Regions from separate parts of the Mus musculus genome. Here regions 1 and 3 are each linked to region 2. A link is a contact called in public Hi-C and HiCAR-type data. All regions are on one chromosome and are shown on one strand. Each heading gives the region's core, a stretch centred on a gene start, on an enhancer-like site or on the middle of the called end of the contact. The rest is flanking DNA. Distances are from core to core; before and after follow the strand shown. Region 1 overlaps Etl4 (enhancer trap locus 4). Region 2 has its middle 100 kb from the start of Gm23970. Region 3 overlaps Etl4 (enhancer trap locus 4).

Region 1 (4,733 bases), core at 2,062-4,561, 350 kb before region 2:
ATCATCTGAAGACGGTTCTGACATGTGTCATTCAGCACCAAGAAGAAAGATAGTTCTATAACCCTCAGAAGATTGCTGGCACTGTGACCCTCTGGAAAGTTCCTTTCTCCATTATCATAGGCCAGGCAAGGGGAATATCATGAAATGTAATATCTGAGGATCTATAAAGGGAAGGCTTAGCCACATAGTCCCTGAAATTACTTCATCCAACACACACACACACTCAAGGGAAGGACCGTGGGTATGTTTTGATGGCTTTGACCTATGTAGACAGCTTCCAAGCTTGCCTCTCGAAGTTAATCGTTAGAGTCTCCTAGAAAAAAATCAACTAGGAGGAACAAGGTTAATGCTTTCAGTTCATAGAATGTCCAAGAATCCCCCTCTCCTTTTCCTTCGTTTTTTGTCTGTGTGCTGTTTGTTTTAAGATAAGGAGGAAAGGAAAGAACACTGAAGAACCCTTCCCTGAGAAGCTGCAAGGAATCAAGAAAAACTCTCACAGCCTTTTGCTTGTTTCTTTGTCTTGTTTTGTTTTTGAAACGGGGTCTCACTATGTCAGCTTGCTCTGTTGACCAGGTTGGCCTTGAACTCACAGAGTTCCTCCTGCATCAGCCTCCCACGTACTAGAACTAAGAGCTGGTGCACCATCATGCCCAGTTCTCACGTCTTTTTAGAATAAGCAGAATAGGCTCAGTGGGTAAAGGCACTTGCCTCCAAGCCCGAGGACATGCATTCAAGACCCAGTATCTACATAGTAGAAGAAAATCAACTCCTGTAAATTGTCCCCTGACCTCTACAGGTACATATGCACCCCACTGCCACCACCACACATACACATACAACAACAGGTGTCCAGATTTTGGGTGTAAAACATCTCCCTAAAAGCAAGGGAACCAATACCATAACACTTAGATTCCCTTTGCCTGGAAACCCCTGCATACAGAGCTCCCAGTGCAGACTCCTTCTAGCAAAGAATAGAGACTATTTTCATCTCTGGCTTATTTCCTTGTCCTAGTCTTCCAAAGCTCAATGTGTGTCCTGAGAACAATTCTTCTTGTGTACTCCACTTCTCATTACTTTGCTCATTACAACATCTCCATCAGACACTGATGAAGGAAGGGAAGGAAACAGCCCAATTAGTTACTCTTAGTTCTTTCTAGTTTTAGCAGTAAGCTTAAAGGGTCAGAAAACAGATGTTTTGGTTAAAAATATATTGAAAGATTAGTATAATGTTATTTATTTAGTAATAATAATCTTTATTAAGTAATAATCTCTAATATTCAAATTCTCATCACAGTTTCCTTTTTTAAATCATCCATAATATCCCTAATAATACAGGAGTCACAGAGTCTATTACATAGAGCAAAACACGTGGCTGGGGATAGAGCTTAGAGGTCAACATCTTGCCTAGGATGTGCAAAGCTCTGGATCAGAGCCATAGCAGCACCACAAAAAACAATACTGAGAACAGATCATATCTCAGGCTAATAAGCATATGTGCCAAGAAAACATAAAGCTTCATCTTTTGTGTGTGCGTGTATATGTGTGCATATATGTGCACGTGTGTGTGTGTGTGTGCGCGTGTGTGTTGTATACGTGTTTTGCATTGGACAAAACTGCTATGTGCATGATAGAAGTACCCTGTGGCTTTTCAAGATTGCTTTCAACATTAAAATAATCCATGTAAAAATTATCCAGGACAGCTAGATTAATGAGCAAGTCTGACAGTCTGGAGAGGCTATTGCTTTACATGGTCATAAAACACACACATTTACTTTCAGCTATATATATATGGACAAAAGGTCACATGTAACCAGTCAGGCAAGAGGAAGACACACTCTGCTCCATCCAGGGATTGTTACAGCAGGTCAAGATAACTGAAGCAGACCTGCGGACTGTGGAGTCTCCCATGTTCTTCCTTGAAGTAAACTGGGCAACCCGCTAGAAGTAGGGTCTTGGATGTCACTGTCAATCTACAGTCTTCATTATTCTTTCAGTCATCCCATGTATCGGACTTTAAACTCAACCCTTCCTTCATGCTTTTCATGGGAAAGGTCGCATCAATTTTATGCTGTTTTTCTACTTTGTTTATGTTCTTGTGGATTTTAAAATAATGTTTCCAGTGGTCTAACAAAACTGAATGTGACATACAGTAAAGGGATGGAAAGGTACCAGCAGTTAACAAGGGAGACTGACACAGGCCAGCCAGCACACAGAGCCCATCTTTGTCTGCTCGCCTTTATTGCTTGCGCTCATCCACCACTCCATTAGTCCCATCTGCCTCCACCCCAGCCCAGCACCAGCACCTCAGTAACCCAGTCCTGTCCACAAACTCTTCACAGTTGATTAGGCCTTTCCTCTGCTCTGGGCAGCTGCCAGCCCCACACCTGAAGGAGAAATGACATTTGGGCCATTTGAGTCACCTGGGGAGAATTCAGCCTTTTTGTTTTGTTTTGTTTTGTTTTGTTTTTGTTTTTTTGTTTTTTCCAGACAGGGTTTCTCTGTATAGCCTTGGCTGTCCTGGAACTCATTCTGTAGACCAGGCCTCGAACTCAGAAATCCGCCTGCCTCTGCCTCCCGAGTGCTGGGATTAAAGGCGTGTGCCACCACACCCAGCTAGAATTCAGCCTTTTAGGTGAGCATAAAACCCAAGGAGAGGCATGCATAAACAAGAGAAGGAACAGACAAAGGTCCATTTTGCCACTATTCCACAGTTATGGTGTCAGACCCAAGTGGGCCAGTTTCACATTATCTGTATGAAGAAAAGTGCATGCAGGGACTCTCAAGCTGTCAAACAGAATGGCAGTTCTGTTTCTTGTTTGGAAAGAACTCTGGTGCTAAGATGTAAATATGGGTGTGTCTGGCTGTTTGCTATTCTGGGAATCCTTGTCTAACAAAGTAGAGAAGTTGTAGCCTAAAGACAAGGCCTGGGCAAGGCTGAAAGGCAGCCCTGTTTCCTCTTCCTGCCCCTCCCAAACTCTTCCAGGGAGCCCACTTCCAGCAGGGCAAAGAGCAAACAAGAGCTTCGAATGGAAAATCAGCCCTTAAACACTCCCCGGAGCACAATTGAGGGGGAGGGGGGAGGAGGGGGAGGGAGGAGAAGGAGGAAGAACAGGAGGAGGGCAGGATCACCAAAGAGCTACTCTTCAGAGACCCAGGGGACTCCAGCTGTGATGTGTCTACATCCTGGACAAGAAAAGTAGAGAGGGATCTGGGAGGGCAAATTCAAAAAGGCAGAGGGTTATAGAAAGCCAAGCCATCCCTAAGGAGCCGTCCACACAGCAAGCTATGCAGACCAGCAACTGCTGGACTGTAGTGCCTGTGACTCTCCATGTTCTGATTACTCTGGCTGAGTCAGACCACACAGAGAGGCATCTGGGCTTTGGCATCATTTGGGCACTTCACAACCTACTGGGAGCTGGCGGTAGTGCAGTTACTTCCTGGGATATTTATTTTATTTTATTTTTTATCTTATTTGCTTTTAATTTTATTTTGGGGGGGGGGGTGAAAAATAAACACAAAGTCTTGTACATACACATGCTAAACATGTACTCTACCACTGAATTATACTTTTCTGAGAATTTATCCCATGGTCAAGATTAGGGAGTCCAGGGGCTCTCTCCTATAGGAGTTGAAAGCTAGCCTGGGTTACATAGTGAATTCCATAAGAGCTGGGACTACTGTGTAACAGAGCACAAAATCTTGTCTCAAATAACCAACAACATATAAGTTATTGATTATATATATTTATATATAAGTACATATATAATATATAACATATAATATATAAATATATATCCTACTATATATTAGGTAGTCCACATACTCCTGTGTGTGTGTGGTGTATGCACACACTTGTCTGTCCTGGAACTCTGTAGACCAGGCTGGTCTCAGCAATCCACTTGCCCCTGCCTCCTGAGGGCTGGTATTAAAGGTTCCTCCACCATCTGGCTCTCTTCACTTCTTCATAGTGGTTAGCTGAAGAGACAGCTCACTAGTTTAGAACACTGGCTGCTCCTCCAAAGCAGGAGTTCAATTCCCAGCACTCAAATGTCAGCTCACAATTCTCTATAACTCCAGTTCCAGGGGATCCTTGTTCAATTCTGGCCTCTGTGGGTACTAGGCAGGCATGCTCTACACAGACATACATGCAGGCAAACATTCATATTCATAAATACGTTTCTTAAAACATGAAGTCAAGGATAAAAACAATCCCTTGTACAGACTTTATACAATAGGTAGAGCATTCCATGTAATCTAGAGAAGCATCCTGTGTTGTATTAATTCAAATTAATTGACCGAGTCAACTATTCATTTGCACAAATATTGAATAATGGCCTGCTCCAAACACTAAAAGGGATAGGAGGTGGTGGGGTGCTGATCAAGATAGACTGCATAGGAGTATCTACCTGATGGTTAGAGAGTCAGTCAACAAACAACTAATGTATAATTTGAGCGCCAGGTCAGTGCTTTGAAGAGCGAAAGAAGATATGAAGGTAGAAACTGACTAGGCTGTTTCAGAGCACAGACTGAGCATCTGTCATTTTGTAGGCTAGCACTAGATGGAGGCACCCATTGCCAGAGGAGGCAATCAGGTAGATGGATCCCCGCCACAGAGCTTTCAAGAAACCTTTAAAAGCCAGAAGAGGAGGTCATGTTGGGGACAACAACCCAAGGATGATACTAGGAGCCCATGGCCTCCAAAGAGAATAAGACACAGATTCAAATTCTACCAA
Region 2 (4,684 bases), core at 429-2,928:
TCCCCAGAAGATAGTTATTTGCAGGGACAACTTAAAAGCTTTAAATGATTTCCAAAAATTGCTAGGTGATATTAATTGGCTTCACCCCTATTTAAAGCTTACTACAGGGGAACTGAAACCTTTATTTGATATTCTTAAAGGGAGTTCTGATCCTACCTCCCCTCGATCTTTAACCTTAGAAGGATTGCTGGCCTTGCAACTAGTGGAAAGAGCCATTGAAGAACAATTTGTCACTTATATAGATTACTCTTTGCCTTTACATCTGTTAATTTTTAATACGATTCATATATCTACAGGATTGTTGTGACAAAAGGCTCCTCTAATGTGGATACATTTGAGGATTTCTCCTAAACGTATTAACCTGCCATATCATGAAGCAGTAGCTCAGATGATCATCCTTGGAAGGAGACAGGCACTAACTTATTTTGGCAAAGACCCAGATATCATTGTTCAGCCTTACAGCGCAGAACAAGATACTTGGCTGAAGAAGAACAGTACGGATTGGTTGCTTGCTCAAATAGGATTTATAGGAACTATAGATAATCATTATCCTCAAGATAGGTTGATAAATTTTTTTGAATGTACATGTGAAAAAAATTTGTTCTTGGTGTCCTCAGATTCTACCTGTTTCCACATAATGGTGTTAATTCTTGAGGACCTTTACTTAATCAATTGCTGCAAATGAATGCTCTTATTTCTGATTAATAAATAAATAAATTATGCACATGTGACTATTAATAACTTTTCAAGCTTTCTAGTAACAACCGCTCTTCAAGAGAACTGAAAAGTGTAATTAGTCACTGCCCATGTTATATTAAAACTGACTATAACAGTCAAGTATTTGAGATGTTTTGCCAACAATTTAATAATTCTCAAAGACAAAGTATTAAACTATAGCTTCTTAAAAAAACAAAGAAGGGGAGGAATTATATCCCCGTGTACATTATTTAAATCATATTTTTATTTTAAGAATTTTGAAATTTGGATATCAAAGAACTTAATAAATGTCTTATAGTATCTTAAAACTAGATATAATCATGTCTGGGTGAGATGAAAAGGATCTACTTATTGGCATATGGCTTGATCCTAAACAGCTACCCTATTGGGGAAAGGGGAAAGCTTAGGTTCTCTCCACAGAATGCTATAGAAGCATGACAACTGTCAGAAGGATTCGTGTGACAAGCTGACCTGTGAGTTCTCTGAGTGCCCTGATGATGGTGACAAGAAAGCTGAATTTGGTATATGTTTTGACACACCTTTGCTTGCCTCTGTACCAGATTGGACAAGCTAAGGTGCCTTGCTTCAAGCTTTTTAATCTTATGGGACATAGAACGTTAAAGACCGTGGAATCTGACTTAGAAAGATTAGTCATAAGAAAGAGTTATAATGATTCTTCTCTTTCTTTCAATGTGACCAGTTCTTCTAACTCAATATTGGACTGGTCTAGTAATAATTCCAATATTAGAGATTCCTATTGAAGATAGCTAAAAATCTTAATTACCTAGCAAAGTTAATTTGGAGCCTTTCTGCTAATTCTCAAAGCCAGCTCCCCCACAACAGGAGGCCAGAGCCTGAGCTTGATCATTGCTAATTTGCAACTGAATAAAGTACCTGGGCTTCAACAAAGAAGCTTTTATCGTGTTGCTTTTTACTGTCTTGGCTTTGTTTTCCAAGCAGGTCAGTCAAGGCCTCACACTCTGATTTCAGCAAGAGTCCAGCCTCGCCTCCTGCAAGCTCCAGTGGCAGAAATTTTATGCCTCAGCCCAGCTATTTTTATTATATAATCACGGAGGAATTGTAGACTCCCCTAGCCTGAAGCAGGCTGATCCAGACTTTGACCTTGCTGCCACTAAGAAGGAGATTACCTAGGGTGGAGCCTTCGGACCTAGATGGCTCTTTTGTTCTATCACCTGCCACTGCTCTCTCCAAGACACTGCTACCTGCTGAGAGGCCCTTGAGATATTCCAGAGGAACATCCTGTTGTGCACATCACCTACAGGCTGGCTCCAGACACCAAGAACGGACTGGTGGGGAATGGGCCTTCCCCCTTATAAGCATACTCTCTTAGTAAACTGGTGGGCCTTGAACAGAATTGTGTCTTGGTCTCCATTAATCTCTCACCATCTAAGTCTTTTTCAGCCCCAGCCTGCCTCCCAGGTGTTCCCGGTTCAAGTAGGCCATGGACTGGTATACAACAAAGAAAGCTGAAAATTCCACCATGAGAAATGAGGAATGGAGTTATTTGCTTTGGTGCCCCGCTGCCATAGCAGCTCACTGAGCAGAAGTCACAACAGCCAGCACCTTTTTAGGGACTAACAGTGTGTTTGGAAATTGTCATTCAGTCAGGCTTCCATTCAGCTTATGGCATTTACATCTATATGTGATGCTGCCTTTAACTGAGTTTTCTTCCTCCAGTTTGTTTTTAGTTTGGGAAATTATAGCCAGTATGGAATCACTAACACAATAAAATAAATAGCTAAAAAAAATAAATAATAAAAACTTTGGTTCCAACTGGCATGCAAATATTTTGCAAGAAGGGAAAAAAAAAAGAATGTCTGTAGATGAAGCCAAGTATCTCTAAGTTAGCTTCTCCTGGCCGTTAGATATAGTCTAAGATATGTGAGTAAGAAATTATAATCAGCTGGGCATGGTGGTGCATGCCTTTAATCCCAGCACTTTGGAGGCAGAGGCAGGCAGATTTCTGAGTTCAGCTCAATAAGATATAAGGAGAACAACTTCTGAGTTAAAGGACACCATAGATCAAGCAGCCTTTACAGCCACTTATGGAACATTCCAGCCAAACACTGTGGAAGACATACTCTTCTCCAAAGTCTGTGGGACTCTCTCTAATATTGCCATCTGATCAGATGCAAACTGAGTCTTAAGAAACACAGGAAACAGCCGAGCTTGGTGGCACATGCCTGTAATCCCAGCACTCGGAGGCAGAGGCAGGCGGATTTCTGAGGTTGAGGCCAGCCTGGTCTACAAAGTGAGTTCCAGGACAGCCAGGGCTATACAGAGAAACCCTGCCTTGAAAAACCAGAAAGAGAGAGAGAGAGAGAGAGAGAGAGAGAGAGAGAGAGAGAGAGAAAAGAAAGAAATTATAATCATCACTTTAAAAAAATCTTTTAAAGTGCTTTTGTATTAATACAGCAAAAGAAAGGCCAAATGGGGGAAAAATTCCTGAATAGAATAGCAACGGCTTGTGCTGTAAGATTGAGAATTGACAAATGGGACCTCATGAAACTGCAAAGCTTCTATAAGGCAAAAGACACCGTCAATAAGACAAAAGGGCCACCAACAGATTGGGAAAGGATCTTTACCTATCCTAAATCAGATAGAGGACTAATATCCAATATATATAAAGAGCTCAAGAAGGTGGACTCCAGAAAACCAAATAACCCCATTAAAAAAATGGGGCTCAGAGCTAAACAAAGAATTCTCACCTGAGGAATACCGAATGGCTGAGAAACACCTGAAAAAAATGTTCAGCATCCTTAATCATCAGGGAAATGCAAATCAAAACAACCCTGAGATTCCACCTCACACCAGTCAGAATGGCTAAGATCAAAAATTCAGGTGACAGCAGATGCTGGCGAGGATGTGGAGAAAGAGAAACACTCCTCCATTGTTGGTGGGATTGCATGCTTGTGCAACCACTCTGGAAACCAGTCTGGAGGTTCCTCAGATACCATCTCCAGAAGATGTTCCAACTAGTAAGAAAGAAACATGCTCTACTATGTTCATAGCAGCCTTATTTATAATAGCCAGAAGCTGGAAAGAATCCAGATGCCCCTCAACAGAGGAATGGATACAAAAAATGTGCTACATTTACACAATGGAGTACTACTCAGCTATTAAAAAGAATGAATTTATGAAATTCCTAGGCAAATGGTTGGACCTGGAGGGCATTATCCTGAGTGAGGTTACCCAATCACAAAAGAACTCAAATGATATGTACTGAATGATAGGTGGATATTAGCCCAGAAACTTATAATATCCAAGATATAAGTTACAATTTGCTAAACACATGAAACTCAAGAAGAACGAAGACCAAAGTGTGAACACTTTGCCCCTTCTTAGAATTGGGAACAAAGCACCCATGGAAGGAGTTACAGAGACAAAGTTTGGAGCGGAGACAAAAGGATGGACCATCTAGAGATTGCCATATCCAGGGTTCCATCCCATAATCAGCCTCCAAACGCTGATACCATTGCATACACTAGCAAGATTTTGCTGAATGGACCCTGATATAGCTGTCTCTTGTGAGACTACGCCAGGGCCTAGTAAACACATAAGTGGATGCTCACAGTCAGCTATTGGATGGATCACAGGGCCCCCAATGGAGGAGCTAGAGAAAATACCCAAGGAGCTGAAGGGAGCAGGAGGGCAGAGCAGGAGGGCAGAGAGCAACCCTATGGGTGGAACAACGTTATGAACTAAACAGTACCTCGGAGCTCTTGACTCTAGCTGCATGTGTATCAAAAGATGGCCTAGTTGGCCATCACTGGAAAGAGAGTCCCATTGGACTTGCAAACTTTATATGCTCCAGTACAGGGGAACGCCAGGGCCAAAAAGTGGGAGTGGGTGGGTAGGGGAGTGGGGGGGAGGGTATAGGGGACTTTTGGGATAGCATTGGAAATGTAAATGAGGAAAATACCTAATTAAAAAAAAAAAAGGAAAG
Region 3 (5,077 bases), core at 1,104-3,603, 320 kb before region 2:
ACTGTAATTAAGATAATTACAAGAGTAATCATCTTATAAGAGCGCTCATACAGCTCACTTCATACAAAACTGTGACAGAGTTATCTAGTTATGTTTGTCTCTGTAAATAAATTAGACAAACAGTTTGGTTATAGTTACTGCCTGGCAGGAAACTGTAGTACAGGCAATTTTTTCACAACACTAAAGTTGTGAAGAACGTTTTAACTGTAAGTCATCTTAAGAAAGAGTATCATAATTTAGAGGCGTAGACAGTTATATTGTTTCTCTAAAATCGGTCCTTATTACAGGAGGGCCAAGATGCTCAGATTAAAAAGTATTTCACGTTTGAGTCAATGCAGGGCTCTGGGCAGCCCCAGAGCGGCTTGTGGCCTTTCTTTTGTTTTGCAAACAGTGCCTGAAAAAAATTTTTCCCTGTGTTCAAGAGAAATTCTTTTTAACAGTGTTACAGATCTATTCAGATGTTTAAAATAAGACTTAAATTCAAAGAGTTTTGATTCTAGTAAACTGTAATCACTAGAAAATTTTGCCTCTAAGTATGGCTAATGTAACTTTACATTATGTAAGAAAATTTTTATTGTTTCTGCTTCTATACAAGAAGCCAAGAGTTTTAATCTTTCAGTGTATATTGTTTCCTAAGTGAAAAGTATTTTATTAACTAATGCTTCTTAAAGTTTACCTTAAATCCTTGCTCTCACCCAAAAGATTCAGAGACAATATCCTTTTATTACTTAGGGTTTTAGTTTACTACAAAAGTTTCTACAAAAAATAAAGCTTTTATAATTGTTATTAATTGGTAATTAAAAATTGGTTGTGCCCAAAACAATTCTTTGGCCAGAAAAAACGTTATTGTAAAGTCATTTTTCTCATCCTCCCAGGCAATCGTTGGCCCATGTGGGCCCAACTGGCTTCTGTGGGGCGGAGTCTTAAGACACAGTTTCCCCTGTTCCAGCACAGATGATCTAGTTGTGTGCTGTAGATGGTGTTTTAAAATGCTGAACAATCAAACCTTAATTTGTATATTAATAGTCAATGCCATATCTCTGAGCAAGCAGGTTTCAGGCTGGGGGAGGGGAAACTACATTCTTCACTGTGAACTTACACCATATTTTCTTTATCAGCTCCTCTGTTGATGGGCATGGAGGCTGATTCTGTGTCTTGTAGAGACACCTCTGTGACACTGATTTCGACTCTTTGAAGTAAATAGTTAGATTAAACTGAATCTTGAGGCTCTAAATGTTGGGGTAATCTTTTTGTACACTGTGTGATATGTCTCTATCCTTTCTCACCTGTCTAAGGCATTCTCGGTTTGACTTTAAAAAGAACTGTTGGCCAATAGCAGGACAGGAAAGGGAGGCGGGTCTTCTGGGCAGAGACAGAAACTCTGGGAAAGAATCAGGTACGGGACAATCAGCAGCCAAACATGGAAGAAGATGGACATACTGGGACAGTGAGAGGTAACAGGCCACATGACAAATGTGGACTAGTATAGACGGGGTTATTAAGTTATAAGAGCTAGTTGGGAAATAGCCTAAGACAGTGCCTGAGCTACAACAAATAATAATAGACTCTGTGTCATTATTGGGAGCTGGCAGTTTGAGACAGTCTGGAAATAGCTACAGATTATAAGTGCAGCTTACTGTGAATGCTAAGGAGCAACAGACGTCCAGCCATCATGAGCTACTAATGTTTCTCCAAAAGTCAACAACTGCAAAGACGGGTCACTCCTGAGCCCTTGTGCCACCGCTTCCATAAGTACAGACTTGGGTTAGATAGTCCCATTTTCCTACCTCTGGAGTGACAATAGCAACAGTACCCAACTCAGAGGGTACTGTGAGAGGCAAAGGAGAGCTGTGCCTGATGCCATGGAGAAGTGTGTGAAATGAAGTCGATCAATAACAACTCTTATATCAGTCACGGCCATAAGAAAAGAACAAGACCATCCAAGGACTGGTCATGATCCTTAGAAAAGATGTCAACATGTGGTGAAAGCTATTGGGTCAAAGTGATAGGAACATGACCGGACAGTACAGCAAGATGGCTTCTATACAGCGATGTGGGTAGCTCTTCTCTACTGCACTGGGAGTCAACATTGGCTCCCTTCAACGTCTGAAGTGCTCTGGAAAACAAAATGCAGTGACCTTGGTAATCTAAGCGGAAGAGGAACACCCAGAATAGATCCGGGTGAGGCGTGCTTAGCTTCGTTATGGAAGTAAGGCCTGTTAGGGCTGTAGGACTTCTTAGAAACTTAGTCTGAAGTGTCTTAAGTCTGCTAACTAAGGCTGGAGCTTCTCACCTTTATCCCATTAGCAATCTTTTCAAAGCCCAAACAATGGGCCTTTGTAACCAAGGTATTTCTTTTCTCCGTTGAGGTCAAAAATCTAATTAAGTTGACCCTGAGCACACACAGAGAATTAGCCAGAGAAAGCTAAACAATTGAGAGATGGGGGAGGGGAGGGCAGGAAGCCTGGCAATCAGATAAACACATTACTCGCTGACAACAGGTTGTAAAAACCTTGATGGCACTGGCTTGGGACAAGTTTAGAATGGGATGTAGTCACCTCAGTGCTACCTGGTACACCAAGGGGGAAACTTACAAGGAATGAAGGGAAGGATTAGATTTATGCTTTCCCATATTTACTTAATAATTGGCAACGCTATCCTGAGCAACTGCAAGAACCCAACAGGGGGGTGGAGAGATGGCTCAGTGGTTAAGAGCACTGAGTGCTCTTCCAGAGGTCCTGAGTTCAATGCCCAGCAACCACATGGTGGCTCACAACCATCTGTAATGGGACCTGATGCCCTCTTGTGGTGTGTCTGAAGACAGCTACAGTGTACTCATACAAGTAAAATAAATAAATCTTGAAAGAAAGAAAGAAAGAAAGAAAGAAAGAAAGAAAGAAAGAAAGAAAGAAAGAGAGAGAGAATGAACCTAACAGGGATGTGATGGGAAGGATGACCTGAAAGGTTCATCAATCAATATAAAAACCCTGCCTGCCCTGTGAACACTGTGAACCCTTGTCTCTGCCTGGAGCACTGAGAATATGGGCATACATGGTACCAACCCAGGTTTGCACATGGGTGATGGGCAGCCAAACTTAGGTCTTTATGCTTATAGCAGGGACTTATAGTGGGGAATTTTCAGTATGAGCCATCTATGCAGTCTGCCATGTGAATTTTGAGCCATTTAGTGTGGTAAGTCTCATCACAGATAGGCCTATTTATTCCTCCCCCAAAACTTCATGGTTCTGATGGGTTTTTGTTGGTTCCCTCAACATCAGCAACTCAGCATCTCCAGTTCCAGGAAAAGGGGGAAAATTTAACATCTGCAGTGTCTCCCCATGCATAAGTCAGGAATGCCTCCAGACATTCACACAGCATACTTCATAATGTATGCAGTTTTGATTGATCATTGACAAGAAGCCCAATGGCCATTTATCAAAAAGATGCTAAAACCATAAAATGGTTAACTTATAAATTAAGTACATGGCCTGGAAATCATAGCTCAACTAGAAGAGCATTATTTTCAGAGATCCTTTATAGCTCTAACATTTTTCAAGCCTAATCATGAGTTCTGTTTGCCTTTGGTACAGACCCAGGTTTGACTCCACAGCCCTGCTTCCTGCACACTGCCTGACATCTAGGCACTCCAGAAATACTTGTTTCATAAAATGAACAAAACTGAAGTGTGGGCAAATTTAACCCTCCAGGTCCCAAGCCAGATTTTCCCAGCTCACTCCCAGAGTCTCATAAAGTAGCAGAAGGCAGCAGAGGCTCAACACACCATTTACACCTCAGTGCTGGACTTCCACACTCTTAGTCTGCCTTTTAGACTTAGGGTTGGTCTGGACCTCCATGCTTGGAATCTTCAATTATTTCACTTCCTGCAGTTATAGAGAAGGAGAGGCAGAGGCCACAAAGCCCTGTGAAGCAGCAGGCGTTCAAATAGGCATACCAGCATTTCACCACTAGAGGGCAGGAGAGTCAGGAGACCGTCTCTGCAAGAAACCACTGCCCTTCTGGGTATGAACTTCCTCGTGTAAGGAAGCAAACCCCTCATGAATAATTCACAATTCTTGGTCAGGGAATAGGATTAAAATTTCTTCTTTGGGCAATCTGAAATACACATTTTGAGCAGGGACTTTTTTAAAAAAAGTTTTAACTTAAAGCAAAATCAGAGCATATTCAGAAAAGTCCCCCAAACCTCTTGAACACCTCTTTGAGCAGCCGCCTGTGAGTTTCCAACCTATGCTCTGTATTTTGACCACCAGACACATCCATCCTGTGGCCAGGCATGCACATCTGGACCAGATGCATGCACATCTGACAAATAAGGTTGCTTCAGTTTAAAGTATAAGATGCCAAGTTAAAATAGTAAAAACACTTTAATATAGAGGCATCCCAATTTGGGAGCAATTTGTCTTCTGTCTGTTGGTCTGGCTTGGTTTCTTGAGACATAGTCTGGTTTGAACGCCCTATGTAGTCTAGGATAGACTTGAAACTTGAGATCCTCCTGCCTCTGCCTTCTAGGTGCTGGGATTCCAAGCAAGTGCTACCACACCCAGCTTGGAACTTGTCATTTTTATTGCTGTTCTCAATACCTGACTTGAATGTGTTATTAGGACACTTGCTCTTCAAGTGGGCCAGGTCTCTCCCCTGCTGGGGCTTTCTCCATCTCCTGAGCCTGGGATGGTTTTTCTTCATTCACTTTTCACTCAGTTACCACACTCAGTACTGAAGGTCTGGCTTGGGAGCTTCTTCCTTGTCTAGTGTTAATGCAGCTTGTGCCACAGCCATTGTGGGACCCCAGGGAACTATGTGTGGAATGTGAGATGGCCGACTCCCATCAGGAAGAGAATGGTTCCCATAGAGCCACATGTGAATGCTTTGGGAGTGGCATATGGATGTGTGGCCTTGTTGGAGTAGGTCTGGCTCTGTTGGAGGAAGTGTGTCGAATGCTCAAGATGTTTTAAATGCCCAAGCCTGGCCCAGTGTCTGTCTCTTCTTGCTGTCTGTGGATCTGGATGTAGAACTCTCTGTTCTCTCTCTAGCATTATGTCGGCCCAGACACTGCCATGAT

What was found. Hi-C and Micro-C count contacts between places; a contact is called where the count stands out from the background. HiCAR-type assays count read pairs that join an accessible place to other places.
Region 1: a HiCAR-type map of embryonic stem cells shows a contact between it and region 2, with 3 times the contacts expected there. The contact joins two enhancer-like sites. A contact is called at or near these places in 1 of 115 datasets of contacts at active chromatin or transcription factors (embryonic stem cells) and 1 of 9 other capture datasets (pancreatic islet).
Region 3: a contact with region 2 is called in a Hi-C map of embryonic stem cells, with 2.4 times the contacts expected there. The contact joins two enhancer-like sites. A contact is called at or near these places in 1 of 484 Hi-C or Micro-C datasets (embryonic stem cells) and 1 of 115 datasets of contacts at active chromatin or transcription factors (stem cell-derived neural progenitor cells).

Annotation. Positions count from the first base shown.
Region 1 is chr2:20,524,674-20,529,406 of GRCm38.p6, reverse strand. All of the region lies in intron 2 of Etl4 (enhancer trap locus 4), which reads right to left. Among named protein-coding and RNA genes, the nearest start is that of Gm17171, 190 kb to the right of the region's middle. Within about 2 kb of position 3,311, at least 70 of the 459 cell types and tissues checked have an H3K27ac peak or open chromatin away from gene starts, as enhancers often do. A contact at or near this core is called in embryonic stem cells, where this site is marked.
Region 2 is chr2:20,173,970-20,178,653 of GRCm38.p6, reverse strand. It overlaps a transcript of Etl4 not described here. Among named protein-coding and RNA genes, the nearest start is that of Gm23970, 100 kb to the left of the region's middle. Within about 2 kb of position 1,678, at least 5 of the 459 cell types and tissues checked have an H3K27ac peak or open chromatin away from gene starts, as enhancers often do. A contact at or near this core is called in embryonic stem cells, where this site is marked.
Region 3 is chr2:20,493,762-20,498,838 of GRCm38.p6, reverse strand. All of the region lies in intron 2 of Etl4 (enhancer trap locus 4), which reads right to left. Among named protein-coding and RNA genes, the nearest start is that of Gm17171, 160 kb to the right of the region's middle. Within about 2 kb of position 2,353, at least 27 of the 459 cell types and tissues checked have an H3K27ac peak or open chromatin away from gene starts, as enhancers often do. A contact at or near this core is called in embryonic stem cells, where this site is marked.